3 separate regions of the Mus musculus genome follow, and regions 1 and 2 are each linked to region 3. Evidence: chromatin contacts called from public HiChIP or PLAC-seq and promoter capture Hi-C data. All regions are on one chromosome and are shown on one strand. Each heading gives the region's core, a stretch centred on a gene start, on an enhancer-like site or on the middle of the called end of the contact. The rest is flanking DNA. Distances are from core to core; before and after follow the strand shown. Region 1 overlaps Igsf3 (immunoglobulin superfamily, member 3). Region 2 overlaps Gm32900 (predicted gene, 32900). Region 3 holds the start of Ttf2 (transcription termination factor, RNA polymerase II).

The links. Promoter capture Hi-C pulls out the DNA fragments that hold promoters and counts their contacts. HiChIP or PLAC-seq counts read pairs in DNA pulled down with a chosen protein or histone mark.
Region 1: an H3K27ac HiChIP or PLAC-seq map of embryonic stem cells shows a contact between it and region 3, with 2.6 times the contacts expected there. The contact joins the enhancer-like site here to the promoter of Ttf2 in region 3. A contact is called at or near these places in 9 of 39 promoter capture datasets (the HPC-7 cell line, cranial neural crest, embryonic stem cells and 5 more), 1 of 15 datasets of contacts at CTCF or cohesin (large pre-B cells), 2 of 484 Hi-C or Micro-C datasets (the N1E-115 cell line and cortical neurons), 14 of 115 datasets of contacts at active chromatin or transcription factors (the SCID.adh cell line, craniofacial prominence, double positive thymocytes and 7 more) and 2 of 9 other capture datasets (adipose tissue and embryonic stem cells).
Region 2: a contact with region 3 is called in a promoter capture Hi-C map of hippocampal neurons, with 4 times the contacts expected there. The contact joins the enhancer-like site here to the promoter of Ttf2 in region 3. A contact is called at or near these places in 14 of 39 promoter capture datasets (the 3T3-L1 cell line, the C10 cell line, the HPC-7 cell line and 9 more), 1 of 15 datasets of contacts at CTCF or cohesin (large pre-B cells), 9 of 115 datasets of contacts at active chromatin or transcription factors (bone marrow-derived macrophages, embryonic basal ganglia, embryonic forebrain and 6 more) and 4 of 9 other capture datasets (adipose tissue, embryonic stem cells, liver and 1 more).

Annotation. Positions count from the first base shown.
Region 1 is chr3:101,407,254-101,410,553 of GRCm38.p6, forward strand. All of the region lies in intron 2 of Igsf3 (immunoglobulin superfamily, member 3), which reads left to right. Among named protein-coding and RNA genes, the nearest start is that of Igsf3, 32 kb to the left of the region's middle. Within about 2 kb of position 1,913, at least 49 of the 459 cell types and tissues checked have an H3K27ac peak or open chromatin away from gene starts, as enhancers often do. A contact at or near this core is called in craniofacial prominence, embryonic stem cells, extraembryonic endoderm stem cells and 1 more, where this site is marked.
Region 2 is chr3:101,343,182-101,346,244 of GRCm38.p6, forward strand. It overlaps Gm32900 (predicted gene, 32900), which reads right to left. Exons shown (of 9, transcript NR_166187.1): 7 at 2,527-2,725; 8 at 405-638. Among named protein-coding and RNA genes, the nearest start is that of Gm32900, 9.9 kb to the right of the region's middle. Within about 2 kb of position 1,695, at least 20 of the 459 cell types and tissues checked have an H3K27ac peak or open chromatin away from gene starts, as enhancers often do. A contact at or near this core is called in hippocampal neurons, where this site is marked.
Region 3 is chr3:100,968,122-100,970,999 of GRCm38.p6, forward strand. Ttf2 (transcription termination factor, RNA polymerase II) reads right to left here and starts at 1,542. Exons shown (of 23, transcript NM_001013026.2): 1 at 1,499-1,542; 2 at 1,312-1,414. The coding sequence starts at 1,526.

The DNA.
Region 1 (3,300 bases), core at 663-3,162, 440 kb after region 3:
CAGGCTGACCTCAGAAATCCACCTGCCTCTGCCTCCCAAGTGCTGGGATTAAGGCGTGCGCCACCACTGCCTTAAGCCTTAGTGGCTTTCATGAGCTGGTTCTGGCTCAGGTTGCAGACAGATCTGGGGACCCTGGGAACAGGAGTCCGGGGCTGGCTCAGGCTTCTTCAGAGTATGGTGGACTTAGAGCCAGAATATGCATGGCAGCTCCGGGCTCCAGATGAGCATCCTAGAAATTGCCTGCAGAAATCGTATAGCTGTATATCTAGACTTGAAGTCCCAGCGTGTGACTTCTGCTAGGATCCTAGCTCGTCAGACTGCACGGGGCCCACCTCTCTGGCTGGCCAGGAATCAGTGTCTGTCACCAGTCAGCTGTGTGAGGAAGCGGGCTCGTTGAGAAGCATACCCTTGGCTTAGGTGGGGAAATGGCGTGACCAGGGGAGCTGCCTCATTGCATGGTAGAAGTAGAGGAACCTGCAAGGCATTGGCCAAGGCTTGGTGGTGCCAGGAGACAGGAAAGCAGCAGACGACCTGGGGCTGAGTGGGGGATGGAGGAAGTCAGGAGGCATCCTGGGCACGAGCCAGGGTAGACGTGGGTGTTTGATGTGGGCAAGTGAGGCGGGCTGGGTCAGCCAGTGCTCTTGTTTTCTAGGGTTTTCTCTGCTTGCTCTAGCTACCCCCTCAACCTCTAGTTTCTTTCTTCCCTTTTCTTTTCTTTTCTTTTCTTTTCTTTTCTTTTCTTTTCTTTTCTTTCTTTTTTGTTTTTTTTTTTTGTTACCCAAAGTTTTTCTTTTTTAAGCAGTATTTTATTAGAAAAGGTTTAAAATTATTTTTGCCCATTTTTACCCTCTCCCTGGTTTACTTTAGCTGGAATTTTTATTCATGTATTTTTGAGTAGGCAATGCATGCACGCTCGTGTTCTTACCTAAAAGGAGTGTAAGAAAGCTGGGTGGGGGAGACACAAGCCTTTTACCCCATCACGTGGGAGGCAGAGGCAGGTGGATCTCTCTGAGATTAAGGCCAGCCAGGTTCACAGTGTGTTCCAAGGAGCAGCATAGTGGGACCCTGCCTCAAAAAAACAAAAACAAAACAAAACCAAAAACCAAAAACCAAAAACAAAACCAAAATGTAATCAGGTCTGGATTAAGTCCGAACGCTCCCCACATCTGGGTTCTGTGTATGCCCTCCACCAGTGTTAACTCTTTCGTCAACTGCCCACAGCTGAGCTGAGCCCATCTTGAGCCTTTGGCTTCAGCCCCCCTAGCATGGAAGCCTTGCCAGGGCCATAGGCATCCCCTCCAGACCAGGCTACCCATCTTCAGAGAAGGCAGAGGCTGCAGGCTCAGGGATATCTCAGCTCTGGATTCTGCCCAGCCGTTCCCAAACCTGCAGTTCTAAGTGTTGCGGCTTCTAACTCCAGTCAGAGCCTTCCACGCTGTTCTTCATCTGGCTCTCTGTGGTTTCTCAGAGTTGTTTTGATCCCGAGACCATGAGTCTGCACGTCCCCCTCCCATCACGTAAGGGAGAGTCTTTTTTCTGGCAGAGAGGAGTGTGTAAGTTAGGAAACACAGGTGCTTTGAATTGCACAGTTCTTGGAATTAACAGTCTTGGAGCTCAGATGAGATTTTTAAGGATTATCTATGTTCCTTTTTTTTTTTTTTTTTTAAAAAAAAAATAGGTATACAGAGAATTCATCCCTAGAAAGTAACGTATAATGTCACATCTCCACCCCTGCAACACACAATGTCCTCACACTCAAAGGAACCCCGGTGGAATAGTATGTGGTAGATTGTGACATTCTGTGAGGCTCCTCCCCCAACCAATATCCTGGAAGAGGAGGGAAACGCTCGATTCAGCTATGAGAGGAATGCTTGCGCCTTGGGCATCCACAGTAGCTGGATTGTGGGACTGTGTGCCCTGCCTAGGCCCGGGGCTGACTTCTTAGCTGGCCTTCAAAGGACAGATCGCCATTGAACTCTGGGCAATACCCAAAAGTAGCTCGAGGAAGCCGAGAGCTGTGTTTCTGCAGTGCGCACCATCGATCCATAGCATTTGAAGCTATTTTTCTCTGCAAGCGTCCACAAAATTCATTACTTTACAATGAGCCTGGCAGGGACTGCGGCAGCAGGGAAACTCTACACGGGTCCCAGGCGCTCTCTCTCTCTCTCTCCTGGAATTTCGCCTTGGCAGGTAAATCAAATACCCAGTAAACACACTTGTGAACTTCTCCAAAGCCGCTTCTGTCCGTGGCCTTGGCTGTCCCTCGCGGGTGGCCTTTCATTTTCCTGGGCTTGGCCTGCTTCCCCCATGCACTGGGGTTGAGCCCTGTGGCTGTACAGGTATGGCCAGCTAATCCTGCCAGACAAGGTCAGAAACAATTAATGGGCATAATCTCTCTTTTTTTTTTTTTTTTTTTTTTTACCTGCTAGAGCCAGACTTTCTTTGGTGTCTCTCCTAAGTCTGGAGAAAGGACTGAGAGGAGAATTGAACTTACCCTTCGGATGCACATACCCATTCACTGCTCTGTGCTGCCCCCCACCCCGCCCCCGGGCTGCTCGTTATGAACGCTGAAGCCTTAGGTGGCGGTTATGTTGGAGATGCTGCTTAAATGCTATCTCTCGCGCACTGCCCGATAGCAGTCTGCCTTGTTGCCGCCTCGGGGTGCTGGCCCCCTCCTCAGATCCCTATCTTACCTTGCTGTACACAAAAGAGCTCCTCTCTGGGGGTTCTGAGTTTTGGTTCTCAAAAAAAAAAAAAAGAAAAAAAGAAAAAAAAAGCATTTCAGACGTGCAGCCCCGTCAGAGTGTCAGTCTTTACAGCTGTCAGTCATTCGTGGGATTGTTTTCTCTCCCTCGCCCCGTTTGGCATGGTGTGTATATGCTGCTGGAGATGGAATCCAGTCCTCTCCCCTAGAGTAAGCGCATGGCCTGCCACTGAGGCCACCCCCTCCCTCCTGCCAGGGTTATTTTCCAATATGAATGCCTCCTCTCTGTGAGCACTTTCTTGGTTGAATGTGTAAATTTGGAGTGCACTGCTTTCCAGGAACAGGCCCTGCCTTGGTGACTGACTCTTCCTCTGTCTTGACCTTTGTGGCCAGCCAAGCTCTGTGGGAGCTTCAGGGTATGCAGCTGGTAGGGACCGTGAGGGGATGGATGGCAGGTATTTTAAAGTGGCCTTGAATTGGCTGTCTTCTGGCATCCTCCTGCAGTCGATGGGCAGGTTATTGTGGCCTGTGAAGGCACCTGCTGTCAGAGTGCTTGCCCTCCTGTCAGCTCTGTGACTTGTCTCTTCTCCTTCTGC
Region 2 (3,063 bases), core at 445-2,944, 380 kb after region 3:
GGCCCAGAGTCCTCTCCCCGTGGTTGATTGGTCCAGGTGTAGACACCTGATCCTAGTTCAGCCAAATATATTTCGTCCCTGGGATTAGTCAACTAGGAATCTGTCAGTGTCAAAAGTTATCGGGTACAAAATCTGCTAGTTGTTGGCAGTTTTCTTAGAAACCTGCACCAAGAACAATTAAAGACAGGTGATGCAAGAGAGCCCTGGCTGAAGTCCCGTCCTCACCCAGCTATTCCTGAGCCCTGCTACATCCCTTCCCTCCCCATGAATTGGTTATTCAACAGTCCCTTCCATGACCCAGAGATTTCTCATTATTGCCTAGATGATCTTGAGTCACTTACACAGAATCCTGAGTAAGGCCTGCCAACCCTTTCCGTGCATGGCCCCAGCCCCATGCCACCTACCCTCCGGCCTCCACCCTTTGTACCGCAGCCTTCTCCAGGTATGCCCACAGGACACCACCAGGCCCAGACCAGCTGGTGGCAAGGACCATCAACTCTAGTGTTAGTCTTGGTGGATGTTAATGTGTCACTGAGCACCAATGTACCAAATGGCTGTGTCATGGCAACAGCAGAAGGGAGCCCACAGAAGCCTCATCGTTGGCACGCTGGGGCCTCCACTGGCAGATTGCTGAGACCCTGGGGGCAGAAGTTAATTTGCATAACTATTTGCAATGCACAGTTTCTTTTTTATTCACTCAAGCTAAATTAAATTCATTTTGGAATTCTCACAGTTGCTTGTTGATGTTTCCCATTGGGGTGAGGCCCTGGGTACATTTTCCCAAATCTAAAGCTGCTTTTGTCTCGAGTCCCCCAACACCTCAAGTCCTCAAGAGTCTCAGATATCAGGTAATACTTTCTCTCTGCACAGTTTTTGAAGATTCACGGGGTGCAGGGCAGGTGGGGGGAGATTAACTCTTTAACTGCTGGGAAATTTTTTATTGTTAATCTGCTGTTCTGCAAAAATAAAAATATCACTAGAACCTTGTGTCGTCCCCCCCCAGTGGACAAATTTACAAACATGCACATACATGTGCGCACATACAAATGAACACATGTGAATATAGACACACACACATATATAAAGACAGCATACACATGTACATACATACCACACACACACACACAATTACACAAATACTCTGGCCTAACTGCTCATGAGAGGCCACCTCCCACCACTTCTTCTGTAGGCAGAAATGCCGGTGTTCATAGCTGTCACTCTGAGGAAGACAGCAGCTGTGTTATTCTATGATTTATAGAACAGATTTGCATTTTCTTGCCTTTGAAGCTTGCCCATAATCTGCCACATAAATATTTGAAAGACAGGGTGGTGGAAACAGACTTACGCAGCTTAATCGAACACTTGGCAGGTAGAATCCTAGGGCTAGGGCTCATTTCAAACACCCACATTGCCTGAGGGCCCTTAGGGTTGTATGTACAAAATTGAAATTCAATGTTTTAACCCTATCCTACAGTCAAAAGACCACTTAAAGAGAAAGCCAGAAGAGCGCCTGTTGGAAGACAACTCTTGGTCTGTGCCTGGTCTCCTAGGCCAAAACCCTGCCTTATTCCCTGCCCTGTTCCAGGAATTGGGAGCCACTCTAGATGCCTCGTTGTGTGGTTGAGTAGGGACCTGACTGAGCTCTGTAGCAGACTGTCCCTGTGATGAATCAGATCTCTAGGTGCACAGGAGACCAGGGCCCCTTCTCAGGAGGCAACCCCCTGGGTTTCCATACATCTGCCCTGAGCCCTTTCATAGCACAGGACACAGAGAGCACCTTTCGCTGCCTTCAATTAGGTGACCACAACCAGACTGTCATTCAGCCGATGGTAAGATCTAAGTCCTACAGTGAAACACCCATTGAAGCTGCTTTTACCTAATTATGCGAGCCAAACATATGCACTTTTATTTTTACAGAAGTCCTATTTATATGCAATGGGGTAAGTACCAAGTGGGAAATGACACTCATTGATTCAATAATCATTTGTTGGCCCTCCATCTGTACTTAAAGAGGATGCAACATTTGCTTTAAGACAAATCAAGACTGTCAATCACAGCCTAGGCCCCTTATCAGACGTGGGGAGGAGGCAGGAAGAAGTGTCCTGGTGTAGAAGACAATGTTAAGATTCAGAAGTGAGGGAGGCAATGCCACCCTGAGACCCAGGTGACTTAGTCCATCCCACTTTGAATTCTGAGTCCAGGACCTCATGTAACTAGGTCACCTTTCTGGCCTCTATTTTCTCATTTGCAAAATAAGGTTGGCTTAACGACCACCACGCCCCTCTTGTGTTGATTTCCTCAGCGACTTGGGTAGAGAGGCAGGATTCAGACGTAGCTGGGTGGTGCAGCAATGCCTTCCAGCCCATCCCCCACCTCTACCTGTGTTCAGAATTGGGACGAGCCCAGAGAGGAGAGAAGTAGGGAGACTGGTGACAGAAGCCAAACTGGGACCCTCTTGAGAAAGCTCAACTTTATGACCCCTACTATCACCAGCCACCCTGGAAGTAACCCGTCCAAACTCCTCACCCTGAGTGACAAACAATCCTGCCCTCGGGTTCCAGACATTCTGTCATGTTGAGGGCTGGAGCTCTTCAGTTCTGTAGACTTTCACACACCAAGAGCCAAAGGCCAGGAAGGCCAGCTGTGTGCAGTTGTGAGAAGGATATCTTCAGGGCTCACAGAAAAGAGGACACAGAGGACTGGGCCACACTAGCATGTTGGTGACCTGAAGCACAGGAGAGGGTCTTAGACTGATGTTGCCTCGTGTATATGATCCACTAGTGTCACAAATGCCACAAAGGAAAAAAGATCTAAAATGAATTTGTTGGAGCTAGAGATTAGCTCCATGGTAGAACCACCTCCAGGCATGCATGGCACCCTGGGTTAATTACCAGCATAACAGAAAGAGAGGAGAGGACAGAGGAGGGGAAGTAGGAGGGAGATGACAAGAGAAGAATTTGAATCTAGTACCAGAAGTGAAAACACATGCTTGTCACCCTAGATATTCAGGAGGCTGAGGCGAGAGGATCGCTTGAGCCCAGGAGTTGGAGGCCAGCCTTGGCA
Region 3 (2,878 bases), core at 292-2,791:
TGGGTGCTGGAAATTGAAGCTAGGGCCTCTGGAAGAACAGCCAGTGCTCTTAAAGGTTGGCCCATCTCTCCAGTCCACAAGAACATTTCTTTTAATGTTGAAACAAACCTAAGACCAACATTGATGCACAATTCCTATAAACATGAGCACACATGTGTCTTAAAACATTTGAGCAGGGTACCAAATCTCAGTATATTTAGAAACATTATCTATATAATATTTCTAGAAATAAATAGTAAATTCTGGTACAAAGTGGAGACACAAATCATACAAGTTATTCCAGTACTACTATTCATTAGTATATTACTAATATTCATTAGTATATTAGTATAGCTATGATACTGAAAAAAAAATAACCATGCTCTACAAAGTCCAGCTGAATAGAGAGCAGGGAGAAATGTTAAATGACACCACAGTGTAATTTCACTTCGAGAATGTCAACACCCGGTATGTTAAGATTGTCACACTTGCCGGGCGGTGGTGGCGCACGACTTTAATCCCAGCACTTGGGAGGCAGAGGCAGGCGGATTTCTGAGTTCGAGGCCAGCCTGGTCTACAGAGTGAGTTCCAGGACAGCCAGGGCTATACAGAGAAACCCTGTCTGGGAAAAAAAAAAAAAAAAAAAAAGATTGTCACACTTGACTTTCCTCACTTTAGACAAGATGCTTGAGGTTTCTAGGTCTCAGCTTTCACATCTGCAGAACCTGCGATCCACATCAACCTCTGATGTTTCTTTCAGCACTAACTCCCTACAGCAGCGGTTCTCAACCTTCCTAATACCCGTTACAACAGTTATGGTGACCCCAATCATAAAATCATTCCCATTGCTACTTTATAACTGTAATTTTTGCCGTTTTGAATCGCAATGTAAAAATATCTGATTTGCAGGATAACTGAAATGCAACCCCTGTGAAAGCGTCCTTAGATCCTGAAGGTCGTGACCCGCAGGTTGAGAAACACTGCCCTAAAGACTCTGGCTCTCTCTGGGTTGTTAACGTCATGCCACTAGATGAAGGAGAAAAGCTTGTGTCTAATTAACATGTTTTAACCTTAAACGTAAAATTTAAATGGCGACCTAAAATTGGTACAAGACTAGCAAATTAATTCCCATGTCCACTGTTTGTTTACACTTTTTAGAGGGAGCAGAAAGGATGCCGGGGCAAAGGGGAGTGGCTAAGTAAGGCCAGACAGGTGCCTAGAAACTTGAAGCAGACTCTAGAAGGATCGGAGTGTGGGTGAGTCCGCGTCCCAAGGCAGCTGAAGTGACCAGGCTGGGTCACTCCGTGTAACCGGGCCGGGCTGGAGACTCACTCGGTGGCCTGCACGAAGCCGCATGTGTTCGTCCGGCACACGTAGAAGCTCTTTCCCTTATTCGGGCCATCGCGGACGCCGGTCTTTAAGAAGCAGGCGTCCCCTGAGGAAACAAGAAGGTCAGCATCGGCCACTCCAAGCCAGTCCCACAGTCCCCGGGAGGGAAATCCCGAGACTGAGGCCTTACCGTGCTCCGGACACTTAACCAGGTCCATACCGCAGCCAGGAAGCCCTGGCCCGCCGGGTTTCCGTCTTTGACTCCGCCCCGTCCCGCCCACCACAACACTCCACCAATCAAGCGGGAGAGTCTCTCACTTTCAACCAATTACAGTCTCCCTCAGGCTTGGCGCGCTCTGAAATCAAACTTGGAGTGAGGAGGCGTGGCTGAGCTCCAGTGAGGACGCCGGCATGCTCCCTGGCTTGGGGAAAGCAGGACTTGGAGAGAAGTGGACGAGGCTGAGCTTGGGAGACTCCAGAGGAACCACTAGACCCAGAGGGAGCCAGAGCCGCTTGCCTGCTCGGGAAGCAGCCACTGTGGGCGGGAACACTTCAACTTGAGGCGGCCAAAAGGCGGGAGCATCCCTTAAAACTTTGGGAATCTACTGCATAGTCTGTAATAAGCACAAAGACTCCCTTAGGACCCCGGGCAACCTTTAAATGAGTGCAGGGCGTCCACGGGGTCACCAAAGATTGAACATCTGCACAGATCTCAGTTCCAGGTTCCGCGCTCTTTGAGTCTTAGGCTGCCTTCCCCTGGTGAGGTTCTAAGGACCGCCTGGTGTGGACGCCCTGGGTCTGAGAGAAGAACCTGAGGGCAATACAAGACCTTGCGTGCTTACTAATTTTACATTGTGTGTTTTGCATTGTCAAACCTTTTGAACTTATTTTGCATTTGTACTTTTAAAAAACCGAGAGTGACGCATGGTGGCGCACGCCTTTAATCCCAGCACTTGGAAGGCAGAGGCAGGCAGATTTCTGAGTTCAATGCCAGTCTGGTCTACAAAGTGAGTTCCAGGACAGCCAGGGCTACACAGAGAAACCCTGTCTCGAAAAACCAAAAAGAAAAAAAAAAAGAAAGAAAAGGAAAGGAAAGAACTTGTAATGGATTCTTTCAGTGAGCAGAAGGTGAGGAATGACTATCGGAGCTTGGCTGCAATAGCCATGACTTCATATTTCAGCAGTTGAAGATCATGTGTCTTGGAGTGGCACACACAACTGCTATGAGGACAGAAAAGCTGCAATGTCTAAGAAGTCTGGGCTATATGGAGGCTGTAAATGTTTTAGGAGTTCAGAGTCCAGACAGTCCCGAGGTATCATTTATGAATTAAGCAGTTCTTACTAAATAGCTTTTTTGGTGTCCCAAGAGGAGTAGGTGTTTGAGAAATATAAAGTTCATTTAATGCATACATTTAAAGCAACTGTTCTAACCACAAGGGGCTTACTGAGTGGAAGAAGCTGAACTAGCCTCTACCTAATGCTTAAATAAATATAAAATAGTATATAAATGTCAAGATGAATGGAGTCAGCAGCAAACCCCGGAGAGCTTGAGAGAGAGATGAATTTCCAA